Linked DNA regions of Anser cygnoides: region 1 is linked to region 2. The links are chromatin contacts, called in public Hi-C maps. All regions are on one chromosome and are shown on one strand. Each heading gives the region's core, a stretch centred on a gene start, on an enhancer-like site or on the middle of the called end of the contact. The rest is flanking DNA. Distances are from core to core; before and after follow the strand shown. Region 1 holds the start of ZNRF2 (zinc and ring finger 2). Region 2 overlaps NOD1 (nucleotide binding oligomerization domain containing 1).

Region 1 (5,170 bases), core at 370-2,869, 62 kb before region 2:
ACTCACTAGTGGGAATTTTAAGAACTCCATGAATCTATTAGCACATTGTCCTCTAAACCTTCTCCAATAGGGCTAAACATGCAATGAGCATTCTGTGAGTGGCAGAAATTATCAGTCACAGCGGCAACATCCTTTCCCCATCTGGATTCTTGGGATCAAGCAACTACTCCTATTGTAGCTTTTCCTTCTGTGGGAACATTAATAGGACCTCTGTCATGTAGAAGGTAGTTCTGAATGACTGGTTGCTTCCTATATCGTTGGCATCTCTGAGAGATTTGGCTCAAGCTGTCCAAGGGTTTCAAAAGGAGCTAGCGGTATAGCAGATAGAACGACCACACTTTCTTTTTTTTCTTTAGGAAACTGAGCTAGAAAGTGTCCATGCTTGGTCTACCTTGGGGTATCTGCCCCTGCTAGCAGAGACTGCAGCTCATCATTCACAAGCAGGGATGGCATAGCATGGGACAGCACATTATCGACCCCAGCTCTGTCGGGGAACAATCTGTTCATGAGACAGCTGTGGAATTGCTGCCTTGTACTGAAACCAGCAACAGTTTACAGCAGGATCTTCTAAACAGGGTTCGGATTACTCACAAAGTGGCTCAGCCATCCAGGAAACTGGTGCGGGAATGAGTAGTTAGTGTTGGTAACCTCCTCCTCCATCCCAAGCGGTGGTACCTCTTGCAAACTGAACTGTGAGCTGCAGTAATGTCAAAATAAATAAATAAATCATAGAACCATAGAATCATTAAGGTTTGAAAAGACCTCCAAGATCAGCTGGTCCAACCACCACCCTACTACCAGTGTCACCCACTAAACCATGTCCCTAAGCACCAGGTCCTGCTGCACGCAGCTGTAATGGAGATGGGGAAAGGAGGGGGAAAAGGGAGGCCTCTGCGCCTATTCGCGTCTGAGAGCGAGCGTTCTCAGAAGCAGCAGAGTAATGCTTTGTATATGAATTAAGGTGCTGATCTCTTTTGCTGTGTTAATTGTAAAATACCATGGGTGCCGTGCCGTGGTGATCTCGGCGTGAACGCAGCTGGAAACGCTACCGAGACTGCGGGGCCGAGTCCCGGGGTGGTGTGTAGCACTGCTCCGCGGCGACATACCGCACCTGACGGCAGGCAGCAACCCGTAAAAACAAGCAGCTCACCCCGGACGACTGGTGGCAGGAATCACGCTTGTACACATTCAAGGCACACGACGCTCAGCATCACGTACCGGTGAAGAACAAAGCAACATTTTGCCTCGAATTGTTCCGCGGTGAGCAAACGGAGCCTGTTACCCCCAGGGGAACAATTCACAGGGCCAGCCCTTGGGGTCAGTCCCTGCCCGGGCACAGCTCTTGGGGATAACAAGGGGAGTTTTCCTCAGCCGGCCGCGGCCCCTTGGGGGGGGGGGGGGGGGCTTCGGGGTGCGTGAGGCGGCGGCTGCTGAGGGGAGCAGAGTCCCGGCGCGTGGAGCCGGCCCCCACGCTCCCTCCCCGTCGCCGTGCCCGTCCCGCCGCCCGGTGCCGCCCCCAGCATGGCGACACACGGCGGAGGAGCGGCTGCGCCGCCGTGCCCGCCCCGTCCCGCCTCCCTCGCCACAGGCACACGGCGCTGGGCGGGCGGCCTCGGGGCCGGCGCTGCTGCCGCCGGTGCCCCCCTCAGAGCTCGGCGGCGGAGGATGGCGGCGGTAGCGGCAGCGGGGACGGCAGCGACAGCAGCAGCAGCAGCAGCAGCAGCGGCGGCGGGTCCGTGCCGCCGCTCTGGGGGAGCCAGCGCCGTGCCGAGCAGCTCATGGTGGCGCCGCGGAGCCGCGAGCAGCGGCCGCGCCGGGGCCGCCCGCTGAGCCGGATCGCGGCGGGCGGCTCTCCCCTCTCCGCGCCGAGCCGCCGAGCTCGCCCTCTCCCCTCCCCGCGCCTCGCAGCGCCCCCGCCGGGGCCGGACTCCCAGCGCCCCCGGGAAGGCGGCGGCGGCGGCGAAGGGCAGCGGCGGGACCATGGGGGCGAAGCAGAGCAGCCCGACCGCCGCCAACGGCCGCACCCGGGCGTACTCGGGCGGGGACCTGCCCTCCTCCTCCTCCTCCAGCAGCGGCGGCGGCGGCGCTAACGGCACCGGCGGGCGGGCGGCGGGCGGCGGCGGGCGGTCCGCGCACCTGGCGGCGCCGGCGGCTCCTCACGCCGCTCCCGGCGGCTCGGCGGCGGCAGCGGCGGCCTCGGGGGGAGCCGCGGGGTCGGCGCCCCGCAGCCGGTCCCTGGGAGGCGCCGCCACCGCCGCGGGGGCCCGCGCCGCGCAGTCCGCCTTCAGCATCCCTCACAGCAGCGGCCCCTACGGCTCGCAGGACTCGGTCAGCAGCACCCCGGAGGAGGGCGGCCGGGAGCGGGCCCCCGGGGGTGGTGGTGGTGGCGGCGGCGGAGGAGGCTCCGGTGGTGGCTCCGGTGGTGGCTCCGGGGGGCCCCGGCTCGTCATCGGCTCGCTGCCCGCGCACCTCTCGCCGCACCTGTTCGGAGGTAAGGGCACGGGGCGGGGGGAAGCGCAGCCTGCCTGGCCGGCGGCTCGGGGCTTTAATCGGTGCCTGTGTAAATACTCTTGCCTGCTACTTACATAATTAGAGTTTAATTGGATCATGTGCCTCCGCCGTTTATTCTCAAACCGGCCCCGAACACTCTCTAGGCACCGGTTGGTATCAGCTCGTTCCTCTTTTGGAGTTCTCGGCCCTGAGGAAGGCGAGGGAAAAGAGAAGTTCAAAAAGTTTCTGCATTTATTTCCCCCCCTCTAAAAGAGGAGAGCGGCTGGGCAGCAGAGCTGTCCGCGGCTCCGAAGAGCCGCCTGCAGAGACGGGACCGCGTGGTGTCGAGGCAGGAGGCGAAGCCGCTCTGAATTCACCAAAAAGCAGGGGCCCTCTAAAGACTCACACTAAACCCAGAGCGAGTTGTAGCGGTCTTTTTGTCTTTCCTGCGATGTTTAGATGAATAGCGCTGGTGGAAGGCTTGCGTTTCACCACCTGGGTTCTTTACCTTGAAGTTAAAAACCTGCACGGAAGTTGCTGACTGCTTTCGGTACTGCTTATTTAAAGGTTATTGTTCATACAAGTCAAACATTAAGGTCCAAGGTGACCTCTTTTTAATGGATTCACTCTTTCCATAAATCTAATGCATATCAGAGAAGATATGCGTTATAACCTGTCTAAATACCAACCAGCCTCAAAAAAAAAAAAGCTTTATTTTTGGAAGGTGGGGGGTTAATGTGTAATTCCCCCATTGTTGTATTCCAATTAATGGATTTGTCAATACTGTCTGTAGCGGACTGGGTTTTCGTCTCTGCTGTAACACGACCTGTTGGTAGCCAAGGCTAGAGTGCCTTCGGTCTGAGCCTTGCGGGGAGCGCAGGGCTGCTGTCACGTGCCTGCCACCATCCATCGCTGGTGTGCTGACCTGGAGACATCAGAGCTGTTATTTCCTAGGTCTGAAACTGTCTCCTCCCAGTGCACTGCTTGGACATAACAGAGAGCTGTCAAGCCCTATCATAATAAAGGAGTATTTGCCCTTAAGAGAGAAAACAACTGTTCTCATAGTACCAAGCTGCCGAATAGTAGTGCTTTGTTGCAGGGGTACTCGCTATACCATCGCCATAGCTTGCGGGAAGAAGGTACACGCGTTTCTTTCAGTGATGAAAGGATGCCCTATCACTGACTTGTGCAATTTGTACTAAGCACAAGGGAATCATTAAAACGTGTAGGCAGTTGTTGCTCAGAGGAAAAACTTCATTTTTTCTCCCTGCTTAACTGTTGTCTCACAACCCAACTTGCTGCAAGGAGGGACTGGATTAAATGTGAGTGCACACACAAGGAGCAGCAATCTAGGAAACTGTTCAGAAGCAGGAGGGTCTCTTCAGGGTAACTCTGAACTTGATTATGCTTTTCTATGACAGGTCATAATGTGTTAATTGCTGTACGTACAGCATATGTACGTACAGCACAGTTTGTATGTACAGCATATTTTGTCTTTCACAAATCTCTGAAATTGGAATGTTAAAAAGGATATGGGCTGAGATGATGCAGAGCTTGTTGCTTCTGTTGGTGCAGGAAAAGCACCAGGAGAGGCGCATGCTCTTCATCTACTCACTAATAAATAAGGAATGCCATATGTTGGGGTTTTGGATAGCAAGTGTTAAAATGCATTGTCCTTTGGTGGTCATGAGATGATCGTAAATCATCTAGTTTTGTGTTCTAAAAATCTTAGTATTTCCTATCAGGATGAGTAGCTGTTTAATCATAATACTGCAATACTTGTGGAAAAAAACCTCACTTGAAACACTATTTTTCCTTCAATTTAAATGTTCTGTAATATCAGTGATACAACTCCACATCACGTTGAATGTAGGCATCCTGATATAGTTGCATGCTTTGTGTCTTCTAGATTCCTCATAACAACTAGTGCTTGGAATGAGTAGCCCCACTGAAGATCATAAATTGGTAGCATCAGCATGATGAAAAATAACTTCAAGGATTGTTTTTGTCCTGATGGTAACTAGCTCAAGCTTGTCTAGGTGTGGTATCTGGCATTTAACTTGTGTATTAAATGCATGCTTGAAGTTCCCTCCCTTGTGTTGTAACTTGCAAATTGACTGAATTGTTCCTTTTTGTCTTGAAAACTACCTCAATTAGTTTTGAGAATTAGCACAACAATTCTATTCAAATTAAAGAAGAGCAAGAGTAACCTTAATAAGTTGAACTGAATCTTTGGCTCTTTGTGTTTTTAGGCATACTGCTTGGCTTCATCAATCAGTGATGCGTGGGCGTTACATTAGTTAGATTACTGTAATTAATTTGCCATTAGTGAATTACATTCTATTGTCACTTTTACTGAGCAGCTTTGCATACAGAAGTAATGTATAAATATTAATTCTGTAATGTAGCACACTGAAGCCTATACTATGCTTATTAATGTGCCATTAATGTACTACAAGGTATTATGATGCGGTACGTTAACGTATCAGAAAATAGGATGAGTTAGCTGCTCTGTTCCTTCCGTAGGAGCCTACCTACTCATAGTAGTCTATCTAGTTGTAGTTAGGGCAGCCTCTCCTGGCTCTAAGGGCCTAGGGGTCCTGGCAGGCCTCAGGCTTGTCATCCTTAGGATCAAAGTGTAACGGAGGAAATACGGCCATGCACCTTATGTGTTAACTCC
Region 2 (4,787 bases), core at 558-3,057:
GTCTGAGGCCCTGCAGGTGGGGATCTCGACCCCCGGGGCCAGCCTTAAGGCTGTCAGAGCCCCTCTGCCCCTCGTGGGGCCTGCTGCACGGCAGGCCCTCATCCTGCTAGCTCAGAGCTGGCGGCCTGCCGGTTGATGTCTCCTGCAGCAATTCTTCGCAGACATGGAGGCCTTCAAGACCAGCCAGGTCTGGAGATGGAAAATTCATGTGGGCAGCTTAAAAAACAACACAACTCAAAACCAACACAAAGCACACACGAAACTGCTCCCCCTCTTTTTTTTCATTGCCTCCAAAGGGGACCGCAGCTACCCAACTCGTCGGCGTTGCCTCCGGCGCTGCGTGCAGTGGGGTGGGCAGCTGTGGGCGCTGAAGGCCCGACCCCGTCATTACTCCACGTCTCCGGGGACCCGTGGCCCCCGCTGGAAAGCAGCGAGCCCGAGGCAGAGGAGCTGCTGGGGGAGGCGTTGGATTCCCCCCCAGTCCCAGTCAGGGAACGAGCTGTGGGTGCTCTGAGCAGAACCGGAGCGCGTTACATGCGTGGGTGGTGAAAACGAAAGGAGTTTGCCCTGCAGGCAGGAAGCACCTTCATATGGCCGCGTGTCAGCTCAACCCAGCGGGTGCTGCTCCCAGCCGGGCCATCAGCATGGTGGCAAGATGTTTCCGAGGCTGGCTGTCCTTCCTCGCTTTGCTCTGCCTGTGAGAGCATCCTTCTGGAGCGGCTGGGGTCGCTCAGCCCCTTGTTAAAGCCTGGCAAGAGTTTACAACGCTTGCAGCTCTCTCCTTGGGAGATGAGGGGTTTAATGCGTGAATTGAGTCCGCAGCAAGACAGTTGGATGTAGTTACTAAGGAACATGTTCCTATCTCTTCCTAGTGTAACTTTCTTTTTTTTTTTTCTCCTGATTGCCTTCTGGGAAGCCTGAATTCTCCTTCACTGCCAGTAATTCATACGTTTTCCTCCTCTGTCTTGGGCATGTGAAATGGGAGCTGTATTATGGGAGCAGTCGCTAATTAGTTAGCGCCGGGCTTGGCCTCGCGTCAGGAAAATCCGCTGGAAATGAGTCCGTTTCAGTAGGTGCGGGATTTGGAGTGTGAAACATAGATCTGTGGAGCCAGTTGGTATCGCGTTCACCTCACGGCTCTGCTGTGAGCCACTGTGTGTGTGCGGGGCCTGACACGGGCATGGCCAGCATTTGCTTCTGGATGTGGTGTCCCTTGAAGCAGCAAGGGGAGCAAAACTCGTGGCCAAGGAGCAAGGAGGGAGCAGGGAGGGTCTCCTTCAGCAGCTGCAGCTAAACAGGGATGTTTTCTCTCCCCTGGGGTTCTCAGTGCCCTGAGCTGAAGGGCCTCGTGCTCCTTCCAGCACTACCCGTGAGGAGCCATGTCCGTGCCCAAGCGGGTGCAGGCTGGAGCCCCGCGTGCTCCTCCAGCAGCTCGGTCACGGACCTGGCCCTGTGCCCCCTTGGGGGGAGAGGTGCCCACGTCCAGAAAGGTGCCCACGTCCGCAGCAGGACCCTGCTCACGCCCGGACAACGGGCAGCCCTCGCAGAAGCTGAGCGGGACAGGGTTTTCCAGGCCTCGCTTAATAAAGCGTCTGTTTTCTGAGGGGGATGAGATCAGGGACGCGTGGGGGCAGGGAGGAGGGTTTGACATAAATAAATAATTGTATGAAGCCCATCGTCGGTTGACGCAAGATGACTCACTCCTCGTAAAGGCGAGAGAATAGGGGAGGCAGACGTTAAAAGCCCGGGGAAGGGCCCTCAGCTGAGCGCGGTGGGAGCTGCAGGTGCTTGGTGCCTCTCCGGGCTCAGCCCCCTGCATTTTGAGTCACGCTCTGTGTCAGGCTCCTGCCCTGCTTTTCCTTTTCACCCTGGCTACAGATTTCTTTGTCTGAACATGCGTTTAAATTTTAACCAAGACATTTGTCTCCTCCCCTCCCTTCCTCGCTGATTCTTTAAGCAGGCTTCAAATGCTAGGAAAAGGAAAGGAACAAAGTCTCTGTCTGCCCCGGACTGGCTCCGTCGCCGACCAGAAAGTCCCACCACGGGGCCATGCTGCAGTGGGGTCTCCTCCTCTGCCCCAGCGGACCGGTGGCTTGTTAGAAGGAAAGCTCAAGTCACCCGTGCCAGGATTCACATCTGCTAAATTCAGGATTAAAGAGGCTGGCAGGTAGCGGGGGCATGAACACTTGACGGCTTCATTTGTGCCAGTCCACGAGCTCCAAGTCTGCGGCTCACGAGGCTTTCGCAGCTGATTAAGTTGCTGCCTCCTGTGTGCAGGCTGAAGCCCAGGACGCAAGCGGCGGGGCGTAATTTAGTTGTTTGCAAAGGGTTTGCTAGGGCTTGAGCTCTGGTGCTCTTCTCCACAAGAGCCAGCCCGCAGAGAGGGACAGGCTCTGTGCAAGGGCTGGTTTGGTCCCGGCTGCGGTCACTCCTCTGCGCTGATGGAAGTGGCCACATTGTGGGCACCGTTCTCCATGAAGATGCCTGACTCCAGGCTCATCTGCACTGCACACAGCTGGCCGGTGGTGCTCAGCTCGCACAAAAACCATCCCTCTGTTCGCCTTCAGGCCCCTAGGGGCTGGCAGGAAGGGCTGTGTGTGAGGGCTCTGCTGTGTGGCACATCTGAGTCCCGGAGTGCACAAGGCAGCTCCCAGCCTGGCCTCCGTTTTCTTCCAGCTCGGTCCTGGTATTCTGTTTCTACCTTCTGAAGCAAGACTCAACTCTTTCATGCGCAGCTGCCGCTTTTTGCTTCTAAGAACTGTTTTTATCAGTTGAGAAGTCCGTGGCTCCACGCATGGCCGAGCAAGCGAGCAGCTCTGCTGGGCTGCCAGGGCCCCCCCCACACGCTCTGCAGCCCTGTGCTGCCAGCACACAGCAAACCCTCGTGTGTGCTCAGGGACCAGCCACCACAACACCTGGCGTGCAAGCACAGTGCCAGGGCGATGGGAGCCATCTCAGCATGGCTTCTGATGGCTGGAGACACAGTTCTAGCACCCAGCTAGCACACGAAACTCTCAGCGACTCATCCTTTCCCAAAGCGCTGGCGGTGTGTGACCAGAGTGTGAAACCACGGCGTTGCAACGGATCTCTCAAGGGCTGCTGTGTTATCCCATCACTGCCAGTGCTTGCACGCCGCTCGCACCGGCCAAACACGCGTGGTGCACGCTCCCACCAGCAGGAGTTCACCCCAGCAGTGCGTGGAGCACAGCGTGCTCCTGCAGCAGGCCTGGCAGCAGAGCTGCTGTACGTACCCCTGAGTCGCTCGAGGTTTCCTTCAGTGCTGTGACCGGGCTGCACTCGCTGCCTCAGCGGTCCCTTGTGAGCACCCTTCTCCAGCTGTGACAGCTCTTCGCTGGCTTCGGCAGCCAGAATTAGGCTGTCACGTTTCTGTCTTGAGCTAGCCAAGTGTCTGCTTGACACTGCTTCAGCAAAGCCAAAGAACTTGCAGGCAGCCTGTTGGAGTTCTTTAAAAAGCTGTTTATTATCACAGCAGACAAGTAGAAAAAACATAATGCTGCATACAGAGAACGTCTTCACAAATTACAAGCAAGTCTTAAAAAAGTTACAGTTGTGTCTGTGTTCCAGTAAACATGGCTCTCGCTGCAAACCGCAAAGGTGTTGATCAGAAGCTCCCTGCAAGTAGTCTGGTAAGACTACAAAGAAAGAAATGCAGACCCAAGTGCTGTGCCAACAAAGGAGGACACTCAAGCAGCCCCCGAGCAGTTTCGCCAGCCCCAGCATCCCAGAGCTGTGATGCGACTTGGGAGCAGGGTGGTGGGAAACCTCTCAGTTGTCAGAGCCAGACTCAGCTGGACCCAGACCTTTGGGCCAGCCCAGAAGAACTCTTGCAACCTGAAATCTTCCCTGAAACCAAGGGGGTGTGACTGGCACGGGAAACAAGCAAATAATTCAATGATTAGAGCAAACTGGGAGCACTCTGCCAACACAGGCAAGTGACAGCTCTGGGGAAGGCCCTTCTCGCCCCGGTGTCTCCTCCCTTCGTAAGATAAACCATGAACAAGATTTTGACGAGGCGCACAGGTGTCTGATTTGTTGAAGTGACCGAGAAGGCTTTAAAGGCCTTGTTTTGGCAGATGTTTTTGCAACTGAAATCCAGCTCATATGTAACTGTGCCCTTTTGCTTCAGTAAACAAATGGCTCAGGTGCGGAAATCATTCACTGACTTTCCTCTGGCAGAGTCTGAAAGCTTCATCTGCCTGCCTCCCTCTAAAAAAAAATCAGTGCTGATAGCATGGGCAGGGAGGAAAAGTCACTGAAAAATAATTACTAGGTTGTTTTTAATCTTTTTTTTTTCTTTAAACTGCTTATTTTGTGAAAAGCTTTATGAGTATTGTAAAATGTTAGGGAGCTGGAAAGAGCAGACAGAACTGAGGACTGGTAAAGGTCTGCTACCAAGCAGGAAAAGGAGAAAACCTACAGAGAAAGCCTATTTTTGGTTAGTCAAGAAGTTTTGTGGCTTAGTCAGCAACTGCAGAATCATTTCTCAAAGTTTTAGGGGGACAACAGCATGGCAGAAGGAAGGAAGCTGGATTGTGCTTTTCCATTTTCGGCTCTTTGTAAGCAGTGTAAGGTAGAATTTGAGATTTCCCCTTATGAAGAATGCCTAATATGCACCAAAAAATAAATATCAAGCACCCTGCTCCTCTGTAAACTGGTTTCTTTTAAGGCTTTCTAAAGTAACATTCTCTAAATGATAATTACTTTGGAAGGGGATAGTGTTTTCTTGCTGGTCCTTATCATTGCTATGTGCACCTTGCCTTGTGCTT

Evidence for each region. Hi-C and Micro-C count contacts between places; a contact is called where the count stands out from the background.
Region 1: a contact with region 2 is called in a Hi-C map of liver, with 2.7 times the contacts expected there. The contact joins the promoter of ZNRF2 here to the enhancer-like site in region 2. A contact is called at or near these places in 5 of 7 Hi-C or Micro-C datasets (fetal liver, granulosa cells and liver).

Annotation. Positions count from the first base shown.
Region 1 is chr2:45,090,411-45,095,580 of Taihu_goose_T2T_genome, reverse strand. ZNRF2 (zinc and ring finger 2) reads left to right here and starts at 1,619. Exons shown (of 5, transcript XM_048077988.2): 1 at 1,619-2,491. The coding sequence starts at 1,981. LOC106046650 (a long non-coding RNA gene) reads right to left here and starts at 1,427. Exons shown (of 4, transcript XR_010829245.1): 1 at 1,219-1,427; 2 at 592-697.
Region 2 is chr2:45,028,746-45,033,532 of Taihu_goose_T2T_genome, reverse strand. NOD1 (nucleotide binding oligomerization domain containing 1) reads right to left here. Exons shown (of 11, transcript XM_048078005.2): 11 at 3,457-4,787. Among named protein-coding and RNA genes, the nearest start is that of NOD1, 29 kb to the right of the region's middle. Within about 2 kb of position 1,807, at least 3 of the 3 cell types and tissues checked have open chromatin away from gene starts, as enhancers often do. A contact at or near this core is called in fetal liver and liver, where this site is marked.